Regions from separate parts of the Mus musculus genome. Here regions 2 and 3 are each linked to region 1. The links are chromatin contacts, called in public HiChIP or PLAC-seq maps. All regions are on one chromosome and are shown on one strand. Each heading gives the region's core, a stretch centred on a gene start, on an enhancer-like site or on the middle of the called end of the contact. The rest is flanking DNA. Distances are from core to core; before and after follow the strand shown. Region 1 has its middle 23 kb from the start of Gm23092. Region 2 holds the start of Ereg (epiregulin). Region 3 holds the start of Epgn (epithelial mitogen).

What was found. HiChIP or PLAC-seq counts read pairs in DNA pulled down with a chosen protein or histone mark.
Region 2: a contact with region 1 is called in a CTCF HiChIP or PLAC-seq map of the NIH/3T3 cell line, with 17 read pairs. The contact joins the promoter of Ereg here to the enhancer-like site in region 1. A contact is called at or near these places in 11 of 39 promoter capture datasets (the 3T3-L1 cell line, 3T3-L1-derived adipocytes, the HPC-7 cell line and 6 more), 1 of 15 datasets of contacts at CTCF or cohesin (the NIH/3T3 cell line) and 2 of 9 other capture datasets (adipose tissue and pancreatic islet).
Region 3: a contact with region 1 is called in an HNF4G HiChIP or PLAC-seq map of pancreatic cancer cells. The contact joins the promoter of Epgn here to the enhancer-like site in region 1. A contact is called at or near these places in 7 of 39 promoter capture datasets (the 3T3-L1 cell line, 3T3-L1-derived adipocytes, cranial neural crest and 3 more), 2 of 115 datasets of contacts at active chromatin or transcription factors (intestinal villus epithelium and pancreatic cancer cells) and 1 of 9 other capture datasets (adipose tissue).

The regions. Positions count from the first base shown.
Region 1 is chr5:91,239,738-91,243,085 of GRCm38.p6, forward strand. No RefSeq gene overlaps it. Among named protein-coding and RNA genes, the nearest start is that of Gm23092, 23 kb to the left of the region's middle. Within about 2 kb of position 2,039, at least 38 of the 459 cell types and tissues checked have an H3K27ac peak or open chromatin away from gene starts, as enhancers often do. A contact at or near this core is called in the NIH/3T3 cell line and pancreatic cancer cells, where this site is marked.
Region 2 is chr5:91,072,772-91,075,997 of GRCm38.p6, forward strand. Ereg (epiregulin) reads left to right here and starts at 1,846. Exons shown (of 5, transcript NM_007950.2): 1 at 1,846-2,034. The coding sequence starts at 1,989. It overlaps Gm19610 (a long non-coding RNA gene), which reads right to left and starts at 2,164. Exons shown (of 3, transcript XR_001784889.2): 1 at 1,903-2,164; 2 at 411-607.
Region 3 is chr5:91,025,695-91,028,911 of GRCm38.p6, forward strand. It overlaps Epgn (epithelial mitogen), which reads left to right and starts at 1,823. Exons shown (of 5, transcript NM_053087.2): 1 at 1,823-1,871; 2 at 2,606-2,692. The coding sequence starts at 1,829.

The DNA of each region.
Region 1 (3,348 bases), core at 789-3,288:
CGAGTTCTCTTTTCATTCAAGCTCTATTTTCTTCCTAGATGTTCCTTGTAAGCTTTGGGTTACAGTCAAGGAACAATATGGCTAGTGAAAGAGAGCTTACCAGTGAACACTGAAAGCAGAAAACCATCAAGTGTCCTTCCTATCCAGTTCTGTGGCAACCACCATTGTTCAGCGTCCCACTGGATGTCAGAGAGCTTGTCTCTTCCCTGCCTTCCCTCAGAGGGGCTTGGCAACTTGAGTTTAAATTCAAGTTGTTCTCCATGTGGTTGAGCAGCTTCAGTTTCCTACTGACCTTAAACAAAACAAAAACAAATGGGTGGGTAGGAGAGTGGGGGGGGGGGTGAGCGCCTTTTGGGATAACATTGGAAATGTAATTGAGGAAAATACGTAATAAAAAATTATAAAAAAACAAAACAAAACAAAAACATGGTTCTGTAGGCATTTTGGCTCATTCTCATGGTTATAGTAGAAGAAATGAATGGTTTCTTGTGACCTTTATTTTAATCTTGAATGGATGTTGAGGTCTTTTTATGTGGATGATGTTGGATCTCAAACATGTTGTTGTATAAACTTTCCTATGGAGTAAATATTTACATTGGAACAAAGGTCTATCTTTTGTAGATGTCTACATTTCTGAAATACTTTAGATTTCAAGTTTTAAAACATTCTATCAAGTTCTTTTTCTTTTTTACCAAATTCTTTACCAAAATATAGTTTGGGTACACACACACACACACACACACACACACCAAATAGTATATCAAAATTCTCCTATGAAATAAGTAAGTAAAAAGTGTGAAAGAAACCATGGCCTGTATCATGCATGGAAAGTTGTTTGAAAGCTTTTTATTGCCAAAATATAGTGTGAAAGATAAATTGCAATATAGTGTGAAATTATTTTTGTTTTGTTCTGCTTGAGGCAAGGTCATGCTATGTAGCCCTGGCTGTCCTGGTACTTGCTACGTAAACTAGGATGGGCTTGAACTCACAGAGATAAGACTGCTATAGTGCTGCCTCTATAGTGCTGGAAGTAAGGATTTGTGTCACATGGCTAATGCAATGTTATACAATTTAAAAGAGATGTGTATACATAGAAGTTTAGAGACACTATGGCTAGCACTGTGATGCCTAATTCTTGCATTGTTTTTTGTTTTGTTTTGTTTTGTTTTGTCTTGTCTTGTTTTGTGTTTTTCTTTTCTTGGAAAAATAATTGATTTCTCTGATTTAGACTGTGGCCTACTAAGTCTTTATCCAAACTCCTAGATTCTAGCAAGGACCATAAATTTTCATGGTGAGAGATATGTATCAATAATATCTTATTCAGCTAAGAAACCCCAAAACAAGAAGTCAAGAATAATTTGAAAATATATAATTATAATGGGTGTGGTCAAGGTAATGGGCCATATAAATAACATGGTCCCCACACTTATCGAAGGAGTAGGCATTTAATTTGTCTCATGTTGCTGATGTCATACAGCCAATCACAGAGACACAGGGATTTGAAACTTATGGGATGATCATTAAATCTTGCACAGGAGGAATCTAAGGCCTGGATGGGCTGGCACACCGTGGAATGATTTACTTACCACATACATATTTTGGCTAAAATTAAAATATATTACATTGGGCAATTTATAAAAAGATTCTGCCCCAGATGTTAATCACATTGTACATGAAATAGTGTAAAAATCTGAACAATAAAAATCACAAATACTTCCGCATTTTTAAAATTCAGATAAAGTCAAAGAGTGTAGCAAATTATAGCATATGTTTTGAGTTCTGTACATAATTTGTCATGGAGAATTTTGTAATTGCTCAGTTGCTAACTGGATAAGGGTGAAGGTTAGGATATTATTTTACTGTAAGTTGTCATTTATAAAAGAGCAACATAGAGGCAAAGTGACTGTCAGAGGAAACTTAAATAAGAAGAGAATAGCCAGTGATGTGATCCAAAAGTTCTTCACAGCTTCAAAGCAGTGTAAGAACAGAAGAGAAGAGGGCAAATGGGAGAGTTGCCAGAGACCAGCCTGGGGCCTCATACCATCCTTCAGAGTCATTCCACTTACTAAATACATAGCTATTCATCTCAGTAGCTGTCTGGATCCCAGATTACTGCACCTTTATTTAAAAAATCGCTTAACAGGAAATGAGAATGCTTAAATATTCTCATCTCGGGTCCTGGAAGCAAGTGCTTAAGGAGTACCATTGGGAGCGTGGGGTGTTTGCTCTCAAAGAATGAGTGTATTTGTTTATTAGTCATTACTTTATTAACTGAAATAGACAATAAATGTGTGACTAAGAATCCGTGAGAATGAATCAGTGACATTTATACCTGGGTGGTTCCACTGAAACTTATAGTTTTTAGATTAGATTGGAGCAATTACTTATACTCTGTTTGATTAATGAATGAGCCGGATTCTGGTCAGACTAATCCTGAATCCCCACTGGGGTCAATGCCCTCACAAACACCTTTAAAGAAATAATGAAAAAGTGAATTATTTCCCAAGTGCTTTTTTTTTAATCCCTTACATGGGGGAACACAGCTCTCTGCCCCAGGCCAGGCAGCACTGTCTTTTATCAGGGAAAACTGATAGGGACCTGAAAAGCTGGTCAGACCTTGACAAACAGCTTTCAGGAAGGGTGCCTGCTGCCAGGTTACCAGACAGAGCTCAAGGTGAAAGATGTAGTCTTTTAAACTTCATGTGTTGTGATTTACATTGAACCCCAAAGACTGACTCTTTATGGTCAAATCCATTAAGATGCTTCGTGACTCCAGGGTGCTCTATTATCCATGGGATATTCTACTTACTATTTAGATTGGTTAAAGCATTATGAAATACCTTTATACATAAATATTTAGCAAAAATTCAGATTATAAAATGTCTGAAGAATTAAACATATTTGCTAATTTGACACATAAAAAGGAATGTGTTTATTTTAGTTTATGTCTGTATATAGCTCAATGTCCTAATTTTCTGTTCAGTTAGTTATGGTTATTTGCCTCAATAATTAATGGAAATTGTTTATATATAACTTCTGTGATCATTTTTTTCTGTCATTGTTTTCTGTTGGACAGATTTTCATGGTTATTTATATGCCTTTTAGTTATATACAAGTTTTTATTTGAGCAGAGTATTAATTAAAACAAATGTAATAATTTATTGCCTTGTGACTTCCTCCAGGAATTTAATATTTAGACAACTATATGACAACTGCGTTTTCTTCCATTATTATTATTATTATATATAATAAAATGTGAAAATCTCTCCATATACAAAATACTATAATTTTAATGTTACATTTAAACATCTCAAACATAATGTTTCATAGAACATAGATACAAAGAGC
Region 2 (3,226 bases), core at 596-3,095, 170 kb before region 1:
TTTTGCTTTTATTCCTCAGGCACTTGAGCTATTTTTATTTTCAGCTCTAATTTGTAACCAAATCTCTTTTTCCTTATTCTGGTTTACCAAATGTATGACTCCTATAAGTGACCCACAAAGCTACAACCCATTACCAATGTTATATTACTCAGCTCTAGCCATTGATACACAGACAGACAGACAGACAGACAGACACACACACACACACACACACACACACACGTAAAAAATCACTGTGAAGCTCCTTACCATCTGCCCTTTCAACAAATTGGAGTCAACAGAGAAAGCTTGCCTACCTGTAATCTATTGTTCCTGGATTTCCCTGGACTTGTAAATATTGATTAACTACCAAGTACCCCTTAGGAGTGGGCATTTGCAGGTAAGAGTGGGAACTTTCAGGGAGCACTGACCTTCTAGGCACTGTGCTTAACACGCCCCTTATCTTCTCCAATAGTTAACTAGTCTTAAGCCTCCTTCATCATGAGCCGGGGTAGAAAGACTGAGCAGGCTTTTCAAGGATTTCCATTCAAATGTTTAAGTCTTCACCACGAAAAGAATGCAGTATTGCTTTCCAACAACAAAATGTGCGGACACTCAAAGACCTTGACTTAAGGGAGAGAAAATAACAGGAAAAAAAGAATTTATAAACAATCCATTTTCTAATTTTGAGCTAGAAAATCAACAAATGTACTAGGCAAAAATCATTCAGATTCCATTTTCCATCCCAATCTCTTTGTGTGTTAAATTGACTATTCCTAATCTCTCCAGAGGAATGTAACTAAAACCCAGAGGGAGGAAAAACCCCTATGTCTGTAGAGATATGAAAACCAGACTTATAAATAAAAACCAAAGCATACACAGTCATTTAACCAGAAGCGCAGGGCCTAATCTAGATTCTATGAATCAAGGGAAAAGGTATCTCAAACCAGACAAGATCCCTGTGAACTCACACATCCCGGGCCTCGAGAGCCACGCTAAATAGACTAATTCGCCTAGTTCCTCATAAAAGGCAGCCTTTCCCCCAAGTATGACTCCATCAGCAATGGGAGGAAACTGCGAAGAAGCAGAAATGGTGAGGTGGTGAGCCAATTTGTCTGACAAACTAGTGCGAGCTCAGATAAGGACCGATTCAAGTTTGCATTTGAGACAGGCACAGAGAACTGGAAAGTTGTTGTAGCAAGGAGTGCTGGATTAAGGCAGTGTTTGGAGTTGTTAACTCAAAAAATTTGCCAATAGATAGCAAATAGGACAGAACGGACAAACAATATAGGGCTTTCTTCATAATTACTAGACTTTGAGGTGATAAATGTCTGAATCACATTGGAAGCTGAGGGGCTGAGAAGGAAGGCGTGAGGGTGAAAGGCATTTCCGGGCATTTGAATAGGAGCAGAGAGCTCTGGAGCCAGTGACATGCTTCAAGTATGTTCCCAAACAGGGAGTTATTCCGGCCTGAGTTGGCAACTCAACTCTCCAAAAGTATGCGCTGGAAACACAGCCCTGACTACAACAGTCACCCACAGCAACTAAAGCCACCCACTACCCGGCAGATGACCCCATAGAGCAAACCAACCCATCTGGTCCAAGCTCCCCACCTCCTCGGGGCTTGAGTCCGAAGACAAGGAGGATGGAAAAGTTTGGGGAGTAGCCACACTAGAAGGACATTCATTCCTGAAACCCTCCTCTCAGGTGTTCCTGAGAGGGAGGATGACATCTGGCCAGTCCTCCGCTGGCCACCACTCCTCCCCCCGGGGGGTGGCATTAGGAAACCCTGGACAACCCGCTAGTAAGTCCTCGCGTGCCTAGGCACCTCCCCAGACTTATAAAGGTCGCTGCGCTGCGCCGAGTAGCTCAGCTCACTTGCCTGGCTGCTCAGAGTCACAGCGACTTGGTGGGCTCTGGTACCTGGATCAGCTCGGTTCCAACTCAGCCACAGGCACCTTGCTCCCGCTGGCCGCCGCGCACTCCGCAAGCTGCACCGAGAAAGAAGGATGGAGACGCTCCCTGCCTCTTGGGTCTTGACGCTGCTTTGTCTAGGTAAGCCCTCGACGCCCCCAAGAGGAGAAGAGGGGGAGGAAGGCGCGGTGCATTTGTCATAGGACAAGTATGGAGTTGTTAAAGTGCGCTCAGTCTAAGAGGATGTCTTCTGTGAGTCTGTCTTTCTCACTGGCGGGGCTGGGGAAGTGCGGGATGGTGCGACTTGGTCGGTTGACGTTGCTTTTTGTCGATAAATTCATGACTAGTTTATGTTATGCATGAATTAATATCAATTTTACTGAAAAAAACTTTTTAAAAGTTTTAAAGGTTTTCTCCCCCCCTCCCCGCCCCCACTTTCTTTTGAAAATTGAGCAGTTCTAGAACCCCAAAGGTATGGACAGTATCTCTGATAGATAATGATTTACTTTCTTAGGGTGGTGCAGGAAGAGATTGCTTCAGCCTGCTAGAGACCTTTGTGCAAAGGACCAGTTTACAACCAGGGGGCTCTGGGATGTGCCTGCTCCAGCAGGGCTGCTGGGGCCAAGGCTACCTGGTCAGGTCCAGGAAGCAACTGCCAACAGACTTCTCACCTGCTGCTTTCCCCAGCAGCCCCTGCCTCCCAGGCTTAAAGATGGGTAGTTTAGAGAGGTTTTTGTTTGTTTTATGGGTAGTTTTCTTGTTTGAAATGAGTTAGCTCTGTGGGCAGGGGCACAAATGTGGGAATCCCATTATTTGCAAAGTTTCTCTCTCTCTCTCTCTCTCTCTCTCTCTCTCTCTCTCTCTCTCTCTCTCTCTCTCTCTCTCTCTCTCTCTCTCTGCTTTATTTTGTTTAACCAATTGTCCCTAATTTCTTAAGTGCCAGATGATTTAAGAGTTATATATAAACTTTCCCAATAGATGAACGTTTTAATAAGGAAATAAAAGTTATCAATCCCACATTCTTCTTGAACTTGCAATGAGACAAATTTCCCTGAGACGCTTCCTGTGCAGGATGCGACAGTTAAATTATTATTTTGACACGCCTTACAGGGGTTGGGAACCCTAATGAAGTACATACTATGCATACTTAGAGATTACACGTTTAAGGGCAAGAACCCAAGTGGAAACTGGATCTGTGGTTTCTGTCAAAAATGAGCTAAGAATGCCTTGCTAGAAGAGCAATTTTAAGCAACGTGGCTTCACTGTGTTTAGTTTAAGGTCTCTGAAAAGGATAAACTCCAATCGGTGACAGTCTTCCTCAAGTTAGGCATGA
Region 3 (3,217 bases), core at 573-3,072, 210 kb before region 1:
AATGCAAATGAAGAAAATACCTAATTAAAAAAAAAGAATAAAGATATTGGGTCAGGTATATTTGACACCAGTAGAATTCGCTTAATATGTGATAAAGTTCTTGGTTTGATCCTCTCTCTCTCTCTCTCTCTCTCTCTCTCTCTCCCTTTCTCTGTTGCTCTTGCTTTCTCTTGCTCTCTCATACAAAGGAACAAAGATAGATAGATAGATAGATAGATAGATAGATAGATAGATAGATAGATAGATAGATAGAGATAGATGATAAATAGATAGGTAGATAAGTAGATGATAGGTAGGTAGATAGATAGATAGATAGATAGATAGATAGATAGATAGATAGATAGATAGATAGATAGATTCCAGAAATGTCAAAAGACTTGTGATAGTATTTTAATCCTTAGTTGATTACGAATGAAATTATCCACAAGGTGCTAAGACAATTCTTTAACTTATAATTCAACTATTATTTTCTTGTGAAAAATAATGCCCAGAAATTGATGTACTAAATAGTACTTTAAGATCATAAAACTAGAGCTACAGTGTGCAGACACAAGAAAGGCAAGTGGTACATATTCCTTTAGCTTTGAAGTGATGACTCTTGTGGTAAGTGATTGCCCAAGCTGTAATGAGTGCAGCAAGCTCATGCTTGTGTAATTTCTAAAGCCAAATTCTTATTTAAATACGGAAAGGGATCTTTTCTGATAAATCTAATTTGCTTGGTGGACATGATTCACACGGTAACCAATTTTGAACAAGTTTTCAAGGTTCAGAAAATATAAGCAGATAAAACTCCAGGTAGAAAGGCATACCACTTCAGCAAACTATATTCATATTCAAAGTTATTTAGGGCAGTTAAAATTTACAAGTAACCCCTACAGTTTAAACAAAAAGGCATAGGCATAATTACATATTTGGGCTTTTGTAATCTCATTTTAATCATTACTGGGCCAACAGTAAAAATAAAACCTTGAGTTTGTATGCAATTAAGACTAGCTGCTCATTAGATTTAGCCAAACTAGAGGCTACCTCAATGAAAAATTTGTAATGGCTATTACCACCATACATAGGTTCAATATTATTAATATATTGATTCTCTGCAGCCTACCATGAGGACAGACTTAAGCACTGTTGATCCTAGAGCTTAGCAGTTCATCTGATTTCTTTATAAGGCATTAAATGCCAGAATGACATAAAGGTTAATGTTATAGTATTAGAAGTAATTTTATTTAATTAATAAACTTTATCACACATCCAACTAATTAACAAAAATAAAAATGAAATAAGAAACATGTTTTTTTAAACCAAAATTGTGTTCTTATTTATAACCATATGAACAAAGTATTTTTAAAATATGCTTAGGACCTTTTTCAGTGGCCATAATGGAAGGTAAGCGGGGCAGCATCAGAGACTTTCACAGACCCTACCAGATTATCTTGTCTGCTGTTCTGCAGGGATCTTGGCTGTGATCCTTCATAGTCTACTAGAAAAGCTGTGGTTCAGTTCACAGCAGCAGGGAATTTTCCACATTTGCATTCATTTTTTAATTTTAAGAACGTTGACATGGACAATTATGCCCACAGGTGACAGGAAACCTGTGTTTCAAGAGAGAACTTGATCACATCTCTAGATAACCTAGGTATCCTAAACAAGTGTGCGAGTGCCCGCAGGCTTCATGCTGCTGCCAGGAGCACATAGTTTTTGGATTGGTAAGAACAGCCAGATGACGCTTCGTGAAATATAAATGGAAGAAAGACTCAGAGAGTGCAATAAAAACCCTCCACCCTTCCGTCTAGGAGGACCAGAGAAAGAACTTGAGCAGCTTCAGAATATGGCTCTGGGGGTTCTGATAGCAGTCTGCCTCTTGTTCAAAGGTGCGTAATTCCATTTTTGTTACCTTTGTCCCACCTTACAATGGGAAGATTTAGTTCTCTGGATTCAGAGTTGTTCCCCGGCAATGATCAAAACAAGGAACGTGTGGATTAATTATGTTTTTAGAGAATACATGTCTCTCTCTCCCTCTCCCTCTCCCTCTCCCTCTCCCTCTCCCTCTCCCTCTCCCTCTCCCTCTCCCTCTCCCTCTCCCTCTCCCTCTCCCTCTCCCTCTCCCTCTCCCTCTCCCTCTCCCTCTCCCTCTCCCTCTCCCTCTCCCTCTCCCTCTCTCTCCCTCTCCCTCCCTCTCCCTCCCTCTCTCTCTCTCCCTCTCCCTCTCTCTCCCTCCCTCTCCCTCTCTCTCCCTCCCTCCCTCCCTCTCTCTCTTTTCTCTCTCTCAAAGAAGCCTGAAGTGTTTACTTTTCATAATTGAAGCACACTTGATAACAGCTACTGCCCTACAGTAAGCTGTGCGTGGTGATTAAATGAGTTATGTAAATACATGAACTTTCTCCTGAGAATGAGTGTATTTCCTTGTTCCATAATTGTACTCTTGTCAAGGGGACAGCTAAAAAGTACTCTGGAACTGCCCTTGTCAGGTTCTGGATCTCAGTGGAAACAATGAGTTAGAACCAGAACAGAAGATGGGAACCCCAGGATAAGAGCCACTTTGGGTCTGTCATTCATAGACAAACGAAGCTCACGTGTGACAGATGTTCTTCCTCCTCTACCACAGCAATGAAGGCAGCACTGAGCGAAGAAGCAGAGGTGATCCCTCCTAGCACAGCACAGCAGAGCAACTGGACATTTAACAACACCGAAGGTATCTTCTTCCCCCTTTATTTCAAGGGACTTCTTTAAAACTTTTGACAGAACGTTGCGTTTGATGGAGAACATTTGAAAATTTTTAACTAAAATTTTTTAGATAATCAGCTATTTCAGAGAGATGATGATGCTAAACTGAAGTGATAGGTAGGTGTGCCTGCCAAACACTGCCTTTCTTTCTTTCTTTCTTTCTTTCTTTCTTTCTTTCTTTCTTTCTTTCTTTCTTTCTTTCTTTCTTTCTTTCTTTCTCTCTCTCTCTCTCTCCCTTCCTTCCTTCCTTCCTTCCTTCCTTCCTTTCTTTCTTTCTTTCTTTCTTTCTTTCTTTCTTTCTTTCTTTCTTTCTTTCTTTCTTTCTTTCTTTCTTTCTTTCTTAAGAGAAAGAAGTGAAGCAGGGATGAGAAAACCTGCCTATCTTCCACTACTCTTCTAAATGTGAGCCCTGCCATGGGTTCTGCTGGGATTCTGCTTGACTTCCAATGACCCTTTTATACTGGGTATAGTTGAATATGCTTTGACATTCTGG